Linked DNA regions of Rattus norvegicus: region 1 is linked to region 2. Evidence: chromatin contacts called from public Hi-C data. All regions are on one chromosome and are shown on one strand. Each heading gives the region's core, a stretch centred on a gene start, on an enhancer-like site or on the middle of the called end of the contact. The rest is flanking DNA. Distances are from core to core; before and after follow the strand shown. Region 1 has its middle 16 kb from the start of Cct8l2. Region 2 holds the start of Xrcc2 (X-ray repair cross complementing 2).

What was found. A called contact is a pair of places that touch in the nucleus more often than the background predicts.
Region 1: a contact with region 2 is called in a Hi-C map of liver, with 2.1 times the contacts expected there. The contact joins the enhancer-like site here to the promoter of Xrcc2 in region 2. A contact is called at or near these places in 2 of 12 Hi-C or Micro-C datasets (liver and mammary epithelial cells) and 1 of 1 datasets of contacts at active chromatin or transcription factors (oligodendrocytes).

What each region holds. Positions count from the first base shown.
Region 1 is chr4:10,321,575-10,328,306 of GRCr8, forward strand. It overlaps the pseudogene Rpl10a-ps9. Among named protein-coding and RNA genes, the nearest start is that of Cct8l2, 16 kb to the right of the region's middle. Within about 2 kb of position 4,482, at least 59 of the 93 cell types and tissues checked have an H3K27ac peak or open chromatin away from gene starts, as enhancers often do. A contact at or near this core is called in liver, where this site is marked.
Region 2 is chr4:10,155,074-10,162,437 of GRCr8, forward strand. It overlaps Xrcc2 (X-ray repair cross complementing 2), which reads left to right and starts at 2,769. Exons shown (of 3, transcript NM_001109215.2): 1 at 2,769-2,884. The coding sequence starts at 2,846.

The sequences.
Region 1 (6,732 bases), core at 3,232-5,731, 170 kb after region 2:
GGCCTCAAGGCTGGCAGCAGGGGAAGGTGGGATGTGGCAGCCACCTCTGCACTGTGTTAACTTCAGTGTTCAGTGTGCCATGTGTCTTACGCCCCAGTTCCCTGAGGCCACTGGGAAAATATATTTGAAATCTGGAGATGGTAATGCCTGCAGCTCTGGAGTTCCCTTTCTTTTTTCTTCACAGAACCAACTCATGGCATTTTCTTTTTCCCTTTTCCCCCATGTTGTAGGCTGAACCCGAGGCCTCTTGCGTGCTTAGAGAAGCATTCCGCCACTGAGCTGCACCTCCACACCATAGTTTCTCTTTTGGCTGTACAAAATGGTATGCTTACATGACACTGTTGGAAACCTGGGACCTTTCTGATTTTGTCATCTTTTAGTTTTTGGTGAGAAATCAATTGTCTTCGAGCTAAATGCATTCTGGTCTTGTGAAACACGGTCTCATGCTTATACTTTAGTCCTAGCTAGCTTAGAACCAGATACGTAGCCCAGACTGATTCGGTTCCCTGAGTTCTAGGACTGCACAGGCCCTATTTCTAACTTTGTGTATTTGAGAAAAAATGGAAGGAGTATCTTTTTTTAAATTTTTTATTTTTATTCTTTGTGACTCTCGCATCACGTTCCCCAGTCTCACTCACCTCCACGTCCCATTGTATCTGTCCTCTGCCCTTGCAGCCTCTCTTGGAAACAGAAAAGCTTGTTGTAGAAGCCTCATCCCACAGTACACACCCTTTTATCCAAACAGCTTCACTAGCAAATGTTCATTGTAGTTTGTCACTGGTCTGGTTCGAGGCCCCTGGCTTCTGCTACACTATCAATACTAGATCCTTACCAGGGCTCCTCTCAGACACCCTGCTGTTACCCATTGTCACAGAGATCCTGCAGCTTTGGTTCTGCAGGGCTGGCCCATTCACAAGCTCCAACAGTTCAGAGATGGCCATCCCAAAGCCCGTGGATCTGGGCGTAGGTAGTAGCTGAGTTGGTCAGTCTGCCGTTTCTCTGGCTTTGCCGAGGCAAGGGGCGGGACCAAGGGGCGGGGCCAGCTCCCTTGCATGCAGCAGCCTGCAAGAGACAGGACCAGCTTTCCTGAACTCAGTCCCTCAGGCCTGGGTCCTGACACACACAGCACCAGCACCAGCTCTACCAGCTGTCAAGGGAGGTGCTGCCCAGGCCAGGTGAAGGGCTGCTCCCCTCCTGCTGCAGCTCTTCCCTGCTCATACCAATAGTTTGTTTTCTTGTGATTGAATAGTTTTTAAAGTGACACACCATATTAAAATGTTTAAGAAAAATGAGCTGTCCCTAAGTGGCCTAGGCCTTTATCTCAGCAATCCGGAAGTCTGAGGCAAGTCCGAGGATTCTCCAACAGTTGAAGCCAGCCTAGGATGCATACTGAATTCATGGCCATCAACTGGGTGTTTGAGACCCTATCTCAGAACTAAAACAAAATAAAACAAAAATTGCTTTCCTAAGGTTCACAAGAGCCTGGGTTCAGCCCCCAGTACCACTGGGACTCAGTATACTAGGTATACTTGTATACTCTTCTGTACTAGACAAGTGGAGGCAGCAGGGCCCATAAAGGCCAGGCCCATCGGTGCTATCTTACAAAACCCTGCCTTCATCCTATTTATTTATTTTTATTGGAGACAGCCTCACTGTGTAGCCTTGGCTGGCCTAGAACTGGCTATGAAGACCAGGCTGGAACCCCAAGCACTAGGACTAAAGGCATTTGCCACTATACCCATAAAAGCCCTGTCCTTAAAAAGAAAAAATAGTTCTTTTCCGGTTCCCGCAGCCGCAGCCATGAGCAGCAAAGTTTCACGCGACACCCTCTACGAGGCGGTGCGGGAAGTCCTGCACGGGAACCAGCGTAAGCGCCGCAAGTTTCTGGAGACGGTGGAGCTGCAGATCAGCCTGAAGAACTACGACCCTCAGAAGGACAAACGCTTCTCGGGCACCGTCAGGCTTAAGTCCACCCCTCGCCCCAAGTTCTCCGTGTGCGTCCTGGGGGACCAGCAGCACTGTGATGAAGCCAAGGCCGTGGATATCCCCCACATGGACATCGAGGCGCTCAAGAAGCTTAACAAGAACAAGAAGTTGGTCAAAAAGCTGGCCAAGAAGTATGATGCCTTTTTGGCCTCCGAGTCTCTGATCAAGCAAATCCCACGTATCCTGGGCCCAGGCCTAAACAAGGCGGGCAAGTTCCCCTCCCTGCTGACACACAATGAAAACATGGTGGCCAAAGTGGATGAGGTGAAATCCACAATCAAGTTCCACAATCAAGTTCCAGATGAAGAAGGTGCTGTGTCTGGCCGTTGCCGTCGGCCACGTGAAGATGACCGATGACGAGCTAGTCTACAACATCCACCTGGCTGTCAACTTCTTGGTGTCCTTACTCAAGAAAAACTGGCAGAACGTCCGGGCTCTGTACATCAAGAGCACCATGGGCAAGCCCCAGCGTCTGTATTAGGACGCTCCAATAAACCTCGTTGCTGCCTTAAAAAAAAAAAAAAAAAAAAAAAAAAAGAAAAAATATTTTTTCTACTCTCTATTAATGGTGGGAAAACATACCCTAATATAGTAAAATGGTTGTGCTGTATTTTAAATTTTAACTTTCTTTAACATTACTCCATACTGTAATAATACCTACAGGCTGGGTCCCCAGCCCCCAGCCCCCAGCCCCCAGGCCACGGCATAGTGACAGCAGCTCACACTCGGCCCCCAGGCCATGGTATAGTGACAGCAGCTCACACTCAGCCCCCAGGCCACGGCATAGTGACAGCAGCTCACACTCAGCCCCCAGGCCATGGTATAGTGACAGCAGCTAACACTCAGTCCCCAGGCCACGGCATAGTGACAGCAGCTCACACTCAGCCCCCAGGCCACGGTATAGTGAGAGCAGCTCACACTCAGTCCCCAGGCCACGGTACAGTGACAGCAGCTCACACTCAGTCCCCAGGCCACCGTATAGTGACAGCAGCTCACACTCAGTCCCCAGGCCACCATATAGTGACAGCAGCTCACACTCAGTCCCCAGGCCACGGTATAGTGACAGCAGCTCACACTTATGCTCTGGAGGTGTTCACTTTGCTTGTTACCAATATCAAGTTTGTTGTTGTTGACAGAAAACCTCTGAGGTTGCACAGCCTGCTTGTATTATCCCACGGTAAAGACTGACCACAGCACTGAGCACCAGCAAGTTCTGGGCTCTGTTCCCAAGGAGATGGGAGAATGAAACAGCTTCAATAGGAAAAGACTTCAAAATCCTGAAAATTAAAAACGAAAAAGAGGTGTGGCCCAGCGCCTGTCACCTGGGTTAAGAGTGCTTGCTGCTTCTTCCAAGGACCCAAGATCGCTTCCCAGCACCCAGAGCTGGCTCACAACAATCTGGAATTAACTCCAGCTCCACATACATAGAGGGGGCATAAACAGACACATAGAAAGAAAGACAATGTTTAATCCCAGCGGTAGAGAAGCAGAGGGATCTCGGAGATTTCAGTCAGCATGATCTATGCAGGTGAGCTCCAGGCCAGCTACATGAGACCTGTCAAGGGCGGGAATGCCTTCCATCCCTAGAAGCCACACGCTAAAAGAACAGGATGCCCACAAGTTGTCCTCTATCCTTTATGCTCCCACAGTGGCACAGGCCTTCCACCCCCAAATAATAAAAGTGTTATAAAATAAAATAAATCATACATAAACATTTTTATATATTTGAAGGCAGAGGATTCTTAACCAAATTGATTAAAGGCAGGAGCAGTAATTCCCTCTGGAAAATTAACTGTCTGTAAAAAAAAAAAAAAAGTTATAATGAAAAGATAATAACTTCACAATAAAGACCTGTCTTGCTGAATTTTAATTTTTAATAAGGTTGGACTTCCGGTTCCTAGTAATGCTACATGGTAATAAACATGAAAACCCAATCTTCAAATGTTAATGCTAATTTAGTAGGCTTGTTTTTTATGTTTAATTTAAAAACTATTTAACCAAACTTAAGATTAATAGGAATGAAAGAATGTCAAGAGTGGGAGGGGCTTCAAAAGAACTACAAAAAGGTTATAAAGGCTATTTTAAATGTACAAAATTTATATCTGTGCATATTGCAATAAATGTGCCTTCCATAAAGGCTAAAATTTTAAGGCAAAACAAAATTCTTTCACTGAAGAACCACTCATTTGGTTTTTAAAATACTGAATAGAAAATATTCATAAAATATTCATTGGTTAAAGTACTGTGTTCGTACGAAAATGCAATTTTTTAATCTGTCGTTTCGCTGTAGAGTACTGTAAGCTTTCAAATAATTAGTGCAGAATTCCAATATAGTATTGCAACCCAGCGTCTGTGGCCATGTCACCTTTAAGTGTGTGCAGTTTGAAAGAGCAGAGTTGGGCATTGTTAAAACAGCGTCCCGGTGTCATGCGGGGACATTCTCATCATCTGAATGAGCGAGTGGGAGAAGGGCCCCGCCGCGGTCCCCTAGGCAGCGACGCTCTGGGCGAATAAGTGTACGGGATGCTGCGTAACAGTGGCTGGACACCGGCGCCATTGTGAGGTCGAGAGCGCGGATCCGAACCTGTTATACTTCTCTGTGAGGCGGATTTGAGGCCCTTGGGCCGAGGTCAGGTCCGAGTGCAGGACAGGTAACTGCAGGAGCCCGATCCCTCCGCGACAAGTAGTGCGCTGTGCGCTTTCCCGAGCCCACGGCCGGAGCAGGAGACCGCGGATCTGGCTCCGGGCCGATCGGTGGGCGCGGGCCCGCGGGCTAGGCGGCCTTCAGCAGCCCCGAGGTTGGAGCGGGCTTGTTAACGGCAGGTGTCCGCCCCGCCCCCACCCCCGCGGGCAGGAAGAGGAAGCGGAGCCGCTGGGCCCCAGGGCCACCCGCAGGGCCTCGCGGGGCGGGAGCGCCGGAGCAACAAGAAGCGCGTGACCTAGTTCGTCCCGAAGTGGACTTGACAGGTTGTCATCGCGGCTCCCCGCCCCCACTGCCTTCCGGGTCTGGCTCCCCCTCCACCCTCGAGCTCCCATTGGCCTCACCCAGGCCGTACTCCCTACTATTGGCTTCACACCAGGGGCCACGCCCCAACCCAGCTCGCCCTGCCATTGGCCACGTGTTCCTAGAGTCCCCGCCCCCAGCCTGGCTATCCCTCCCTTTGGCCTTGCGTCGCCCCTCTTTCGGCTCGTTCGCCTATTGGCCTCTCGCGCCAGGCGCCCAGCCTCCTACGGTCCGCGGCGGATCCCAGCTGGTCCCTGTTGAGTCTGTTCCCGCGGACATTCCCGGTTTCTGTCAGCTTTTCTCCCTCTTAGCTGCGTTGCTTCCTGCTTCCTGCGGGTCTGGGATTCCAGGCCTCGATACCTGGTCCGGGTCCCCAAACTCAGTGCAGCTGCGACCGACACTTGCCTCTGGACCCCGCCCCGCCCCTTTCAACTCCTTCTCCTCCCACTCCCCACCCCCTCCCTCCGACGCACACCGCCTTCATTCCCTCACAGCTCCTTAAGCTCGGCTGAGTGGAATAGACCTCATTTCGAAATCAGGGAAAGAGAGAGGTTAAGTGATAACGTCAACATTAATACTAACTGGTTTTGGTTCCAGAAAGGGAACATTGAACGAACTGGATGGCCCAGATCATTTTTGTGGTTGTTGTTGTTGTTATAAGTGGTAGTGATTTTCTTTGGATGTGTGTTAGGTTTGGAGGGTTTTTTGAGACAGGATCTCACCTCTCTTTTTTTTTTTTTAACTGACTGGTTTAGAACTCTCTAGTTACATGGTACCTGGTATGACTGCAGAAGCCAGAGAGGGCGCCGGGTTCCTTGGAACTGCTGGTTGTAGGCCACCTGACTTGGGTGCTCCTCTGCAGGAGGAACTATCTCTCCACCTCGGGATTGAGTTTTTTAAATAATTCTCATTGTCTGCCTGTATGTCTGTGTGAGGTGCCAAATCCCGGCTGGAGTTACTGTCACAAGCTGCCATGTAGGTGCTATGAATTGAACCAAATCCTCTGGAGCAGCCAGAGCTCTGAACCTCTGAGTCATCTCTGCAGCCTCAAAACTTAGTTACTAAAGTGATCAAATTTGTTACTCCAAAAATACAGGCTGCCTTTCCTGGGTAGCAGTCAAATTTCCATTGTTTGTGCAATATTGAAATTTAAAATTTGCACGTGTACTTTTTATAATTGATCTTTTATAAAGATTTTAAATAGTTTTTGAGAGTAGGAATAAACTGATAAAACTGCACAGGTGTAATTTAGCCTCCAAGAGAAATTTATCCGAAAAGAGGAATCGTAGCCTTTGCTGGTGAGATTCCAGGCCAGTCAGAGGTATGTATTGAGACCCTGTCTTCCTGGGGTTGTCTTAATCTGCATTGTGGTAGTTCTGGTACTCCCTGCACTTGGGATTTGGGGCAGGAGAAATTCAAGGCCAGCCTCTTGGGGAATTCAAGGGAGTTCAAGGTTTGAAACCAGCTCCAAAATAAAACAGCTGCTGAGTGGTGATCCATGCTGTAATTCCAGTGTTAGGGAGGTTGAAGTTAAATCAGGAGTTCAGGGCCAGCCTGGGCTACAAAAAAACGCTGACCCACTTACTCCGCTACCCCCACACACACCCCAAAGTGGGGGTACGCAGGAAGATACTAGTGACTTCACCAGAATTACTGAAGTAGATCTTGTGTGCATCCAGGTCAGGCTCCGAAGATTGCCTGGTCAGACTCATTAAGGCATTCCTAATGGCAGAGTGACCTTT
Region 2 (7,364 bases), core at 1,519-4,018:
ATCTAGCTCCAGGGATCCAGTGCCCTCTGTGCCCCTGCAAACACCAAGGATGCATGTGGTGCAGAAAGGTATGTGGAAGCAAACTCTCATACAAAGGAAATTTAATATATTTTTTAAAAAGTTTTTTTCTTTCCTCTCCTTCCTTTCCTCCCTCCTTCTAAAATTATTCTTTTACATCTACTTGTGTGCATATGTGTGTAGACATTGGTTTTTCTCCTTTTACCAAGTGAGTCCTGGGATTGAACTCAGGTCATTAACCTCAGCAGCAAGTCCCATTACCCTGAACCATCCCTTTGCCCCTATTAAAATTATAGCAAGTGTCTGGTGATATCACCCAGGATCTTTTGTTTGGCTTTCGTTTGTTTACTCTTTTCCTCAAACTTCCAAATGCTGGTTTTACATATGTGTGTCACCATGCCCAGCTATTACTCTTTCAATATGTAAACACACATATACACACACCTCCCCAGATCTTATATATATTAAAAAATATCTCCTTTCACATCAAGGCTTTTTAAAGCTCTTATTTGTATATGTGGTATTTACTTGCAATTTTGCATTATTCTATCCACCCATTACACTGTCCCTGTAAAGTAACCAGAGCTTAGATGGTGTCCATTCTTGTTACCCTCTGAACGTGCACAATTACAGCAGGGCCGAGGAGTCGGTAGATCAGTGTATACAAGGCACTGAGAACAGCACCTGGTATTTACAAAGCACTCTCACATCTTAGGGATATGACTGCTGTGACGAAACACCACAACCAAAAGCAACTTAGGGAGGGAGGGTGTATATTTCACTCACAGTTCAGGTAACAATTCATCATCAAAAGCAGTGAAGGCAGAACTCACACAGGACAGGACCCTGGGGGCATGAGCTTATGCAGAGGCCATGGAGGGATGTTGCCTACTGGCTTGCTCCACATGGCTTGCTTGGCCTGTTTCCTTATAGAACTCAGAACCACCAGCCCAAGGACGGCCCCACCCACAATGGGCTGAGCCCTCCCCTATCAATCACTAAGAAATACCCTATCTGGTGGTGATGGTGGTGCATGTCTTTAATCCCATCGAGTTGGGAGGTAGATACAGGTGGATCTCTAAGTTTGAATTTGGTCTACAAATCAAGTTTCAGGACAGCGGGCTTACACAGAAAAACCCTGTCTTAAAGAAAACAAAAGGAGGGAGGGAGGGAGGGAAGGAGGGAGGGAGGGAGGGAGGGAGGGAGGGAGAGAGAGAGAGAGAGAGAGAGAGAGAGAGAGAGAGAGAGAGAGAGAGTCCCTACAGCCAGACCTTATGGAGGCATTTCCTCAATTGAGGCACCTCACTTTCAGATAATTCTAGTTTGTGTCAAGATGACATAAACTAGTCACTACAGATAATTAACTACACAGCTTCAAGAATATGACAAGAGACAACCTCATACCTCTTCACAAGGAAACAGCCTACATATATGTTGGAAAGTGAATTTTCAGGAGTTCCAGTAACTGACCTAATAAGTTGTAAACTCCAGGCATGTCTCCTGTGACATATTCCTAGAAAAGTTCAAATCCGATGTGTGGTAGTATGTCTTGTACAGACATCCATGTGTACTATGTACATAATATTTGTACTCACAGTTATACAAAGTATAAATATTCTATCTGTATTTAACCAATGGACATTTGACAGGCAATAGTAATAAAATTATTCTACTCTCTACTTCTTCCTTCACCCAAGATCTAAACAAAAAGGGTCAGGGAATATAGTTCATCTGCAAGAGTGCTTAACTAGCATGCACTGAAGTGTTGATGCCTAGAATTACATAGAGGACTGCTGCTGGCCTGTATTTCTAGAACTTATGAAATACAAATAACACACACACACACACACACACACACACACACACAAAGGCAAACAAACAACCTAAACAAACTAAGAGTTTGAAAATTTCACAAGCTCAGTGTATTTCCACAGTTCTTTTCAATTCAATATACACTTCTCCCTTCCCACTCCAGTTATCGATAAATAACACAGCCAATCAGAGCTTTTGCTTCAAGAAGGACAAAAGAACGTGCTTGCTCGTTTCCTTTTATTCCGGTTCCGCTGTTCTGCCCAGGGTAGTCTCCTGGACTCAATCAATCATCTGGCTTCAGCCTCAGGAGTTGTTAGGACCAACTGACACATCAAAAGCCCAAATCTGTAAACTTTTGTCCTAGCATTTTTAAGACACCATCTCACGCCATAGCGCAGGCTATTGCCTGATCTGACTCTTGGTGATTTCCCCTGCCTCAGCCTCCTGAGTGCTAGAATCACAGGCATACACAACCTTGGCAGGAAGATTTACTTTGTTTCTTTAGAACAACTGAGCACTGGGAGAGGTGGTGATCGCCTTTGATCCTAGCATCAGGAAGCAGGGGCAGGCAAAGTTCGAAGCCAGTCTGGTCTACATAGTGAGTTCCAGAACAGCCAGGACAATATAGGAAATCCATCTCTACATAGTGAGTTCCACAACAGCCAGGACAATATAGGAAATCCATCTCTACATAGTGAGTTCCAGAACAGCCAGGACAAAATAGGAAATCATCTCTAAAAAAATAAAATAAAATTCAAAATCAAGTTAATTTTGCCTGATAAAGACAAGTTGAGATGAGTAACAGAAGAGAACGAACGGACTAAAGGAGGCGCAGGAGACTGGCGTCACCGGAGGGCGCCGCAGCGTTACTGCGCATGCTCCAGGCCTCTCTGGCCCGGAGCCCGCACAGTGCGCACGCGCACATGGGGCCGGTGCGCTGACTGGCTGTGCGTCTCACGCTCTTGCTAAATGGCGTTGCTGGCGGGTAGGTTGAACCCGAGGAGTTGGCGGGGCGATGTGCAGCGACTTTCGCAGGGCAGAATCCGGGACCGAGGTGAGACCCATGGAGCAGCGGGAGGGCGCGCACCACAGTGGGAGGTCGCGGTGTGGCGCCCAGGGCCACCGTGAGGCTGCCGGGCAGCCGCCAGTGAACCTGTCAGCAATGGCGAGCTGTGCGACCGGAGCTGGGGAAGGGAGGCCCACCAGTTGAGGCATCTGTAGACGTTTCCTGAATTTGGGTAGCTTGCTTCACCTCTGTAACTAACCTGCTTGTGGCACCCATCCCCCTGTATCCCAGAATGACTCTATGGTCTGTCTCCAGAGCCACGCTAGCCATTTCATTCAGGAACCGTTAGCCGTTAACGTGTGTTACTGGTTCTAGTACTATGTCAGCCAAGAGTTGGGAGTAAGAAACAACAGAAAACTCAACAGACTTGGTGGTGCACGCCTTTAATCCTAGCACTAAAGAGGTGGAGGCACCTGGTTTATATAGGGAGGTGAAGTTAGCCTGGTTTATATGGGGAGTTCTAGGCCAGTCAGGACTGCATAGTGAGGCCCTCTCCCAAACAGACAAAATGTAATCATTGAAGCTGGCGTAAAATGTACAGTGTATGGTAAAAGCATGCCTCTCCAAAAGAGGGTAAAACAGACTGTAGGAGGAGATGACTTACATGTTCTTCAGAGGGGATCTAGGTAGCTCAGGCTGGCCTTGAACTTGCTGTGCAGCTGAGGATAACCTTGACCAATTTAATTATGTAAGTTATGTAAATGAATATGTGTTTGTGGATTGGTATATACCCATGTGTGCAGATGAATTTGGAGGCCAGAGGAAAAGGTGTCAGATGATCAGGAGCTGGAGTTACTAGCAATCGAGAGTCACCTGGACCAGACTCATGTTCTCTGTAAGAACAATACCAATTCTTAACTGAGATCCACATCTTTAGCTCCCACCTTCAACTTCTGACTAACCTGCCTCCCTGAATGCTAGGCTTACACGTGTGTGCTACCATGCCCTGCTATCCACTGCCAAGCGTGAACTCCAGGGTCTCATGATTACTAAGCACAGGCTTAGCCACCTGCACCACAATTCCCAGCCCCTGAACTGGCATTTTAAGGACTATCTCTGCAGTGGTTTGTTGAGGAGGAAGGAGCAGCTCAGGTAGGGTCTGCGTTTAGCAAGGGCAACATGTAGGATAGCAGTTCTCAAACTGTGGGTCACCGACCCTTTTTCAAACCTCTATCTCAAAAAAATATTTACATTAGGATTCATAACATTTGCAGAATTAACAGTTATGGAGTAGCAATGAAAATAATTTTATGGTTGGGAGTCACTGCAACATGAGGAGCTGTCCTAAAGCTAAAGGGTTGAAGCATTAAGAAGGTAGAGAGCCAGTGATTTAGGAGAACAGCCGGTAGTTCTGGAAAGTTGGAACAAAGAGAATATTGGGAAGTGAGTTTTAAGAAATAGGTGGATCACACATCTCTCAGTGTAAAAGAGGATGGATGGACAGATGCACTCACATGGGTACACACACACCACAACACTGTTTTTCACTTCCCTCCCAGATCCCCCACCAGGCTTTTCTCTAAGTGCACTGAACATGGCAACCTCATAACACACTATAAATATTGATAACAGTGTCTGGTTTTCAATAACAATGGAAAAAAGCTACAGAGTTGCCCCTTTGTCAGAGACAAATATTTATTAAGTAAGACAAAATAGCATTTACTTAAAAATAACTAGTTTTGGGGCTGGGGATTTAGCTCAGTGGTAGAGCGCTTACCTAGGAAGCGCAAGGCCCTGGGTTCAGTCCCCAGCTCCGAAAAAAAGAACCAAAAATAAATAAATAAATAAATAAATAAATAAATAAATAACTAGTTTTGTGTAATCACAGACTTACATGCTTTTTTACTTATATAAATTTTGCCTCATGCATATGTGTGTACCTAATACACGCCTGGGTCCATAGAATCCAGATGATCATCAGATTCCCTGGAAACAAGTTACAGTTGCCAGTTGCCATGTTAGTAGGAAGATTTGACCTTTGGCCCTCTGCAAGAGCCATTGCTCCAGCCCCTGAAATACATTGTTGTTGTTGTTGTTTTTCCCTTCAAGATTTTTTTTTTAAATACCCCGGCTGTCTTGGAACTCATTCTGTAGACCAGGCTGACCTCAGAGATCCTCTGCCTCTGCTTCATAAGTACTGGGAGTAAAGGTGTGCACCACCACTGCCTGGCTGAAAACACTTTTCTTTTTTTTTTTTTTTTTCTTTTTTTCGGAGCTGGGGACTGAACCCAGGGCCTTGCACTTCCTAGGCAAGCGCTCTACCACTGAGCTAAATCCCCAACCCCTGAAAACACTTTTCTTAAATGAAGAGGAAAGGATTTTGCTATATTACTCCTATGGTCATTTCTTTTTGCACTTTTTTGTTGTTTTTGTTTCATTGAGGCAGAGTCTCATATAGTCTAGGCTGGCCTTGAACTCATGATGCCTCTGCCTCCTCAGTACTAGGGAGGAAAAACCACCATGGTTGGTTTCTGCATTTATTTCTACTAGTCTTTTCCACCAGAATCACAACTTAAAACAAGATAAAAGCAAAACCAAGATGTTACCCTGTGGCACCCCACCCTCTCTCTCCATTTCTTTGCTTGTTAGAGTGGTGTGTGACCTTTGCCCCTGCTTCCTTAGCTCCAGTCATGGAATCCACCATAACTGCTGAGCACAGAAGAGAATTTCTGCTCTTAAAATGCCCATTAGAATTTGTCGATCCAGGCTAGGCTACATGTCTGAAATCCCAGCATGGGAGGCCAACCTATGCTACAGAGTGCGCTCCAGGACACCTTGGGCTTATAGTAACCGTGTCTTAGGAGAAACCGTATGAGTGGGGAGCATACACAAATGGCTTTCTTCTTTATGGAAAGTTGGAAGATCATGATGGGTTAGCTTAGTTGTCAGTTTGATGGGACTTAAAAATCACCATGCAAACAAATCCCTGGTTGTGGGTGTAAAGGATTTTCTAGGTTGGGTTAATTGAGGTGGGAAGACTCATCCTAAATACAGGCTCTGCCCATCCCATGGGCTGGGATCCTCCTATACAGAATAAAAGGAGAAAGTGAATTGAGCACAAGTGTGCAGTGCTCTCTCTGCTTTCTGACTGAGGATGCCATGCGATCAGCCTCCCTTTTCTGACATGGTGGTCTGTGTCTCATAGAACTGAGTGTTCACTGTTGCTGGTGCCTGGGGCAGGTGGTAGAGACACCTGATTGCTAACACTGTACCTGCCTGGCTTTGCATAGGTCTGGGGGTCTGAATTGAAGGCTTCATGCTTGCACAGCAAGGACTTTACCTACTGAGCCATCGCTGAAGCACTCTTCCCAATTAAAACTTTATCATATACCCAATGAAAGAGTAACTGAAGTTGAAATAGGTGTATCTTATAGTTTCACTTGACTTTTATGTGTTTATCTTTTAGCCTTATGAATAGTTGCTTTTAAAAAGGTAATTATAAAGCAGCAGTTCTGGGAATAAATTTAGAACTCTGGGATTTAGTTGTATCATATTGGAGTGACAGTTGTCTTTCTGTGTTATATAAACAATTTTTTTGTTCAAGATCCAAGCCTGGGTCTATGCCCTGAAGGGCAGTTGAATTTTGGAAGTGGCTGAGGAGTCTAATTTCACATGTGGAAAGAATTAGTCTTCTGGTTTTATTACAGTATTATTTTAAATTTTTGAGATGGAATTTCACTGTATTGTCCAAGCAACACTGGGAATGTAAAATCCCAACCTAAACCTCCCAAGCACCAGAAACTGAAGACGTGGGCCACCAAGCCTAGCTAGCTCTAGTCTGTACTGTGATAAAACGCTCTGACCAAAAGCAGCTTAGGGAGGAAGCTTTGTTCCATCTCATACCTCATCTAGCTCCTATTTCATCGCATAGCCCATCATACAGGGAAGTCAGGGCCAGACAAGCAGAGATCACAGAGGGAGCTGCTTACTGGATTGCTACCTTCCCACGGCTTGTTCAGTCTCCTTCCTTATACCACCCAGGACCACCGGCCCAGGAATGGCACCCCCTACAAAAGCCTGGGCTCTCCCATATCAACTACTAATTAAGAAAATGTCCCCACAGGCTTGTTTCCAGGCCAGTCTGGTGGCAACATTTTCTTAATCAAGGTTCCCTTTCCCAGATGATTCTAGCCTGTGTCAAAGTGACATGAAAACTAGCCAGCACATCCTCTGATCTTAGCAAATATTTGTGGATAAAGCCAAACTTCCACATTGACCATATCCACATCAGGGCAACTGATTCTTACTCTTACCCACTGTCTACTCCAGCTGCCTGCCTTCAGTTGCATGATATTTGGTCACACTTGTGAACCCCAAGAGTGTGCTACTTACTGAGGAAAAAAAACTGTTTCTAATTGTGTGGCTCAGCCTTAGCACACACATTTAATCCCAAACATTGATGGTAAAGTTAGTTTGTAGAAAGACACACCCATGTTTAGAAGTCTAATTGAGTGACAAAGTGATGAAT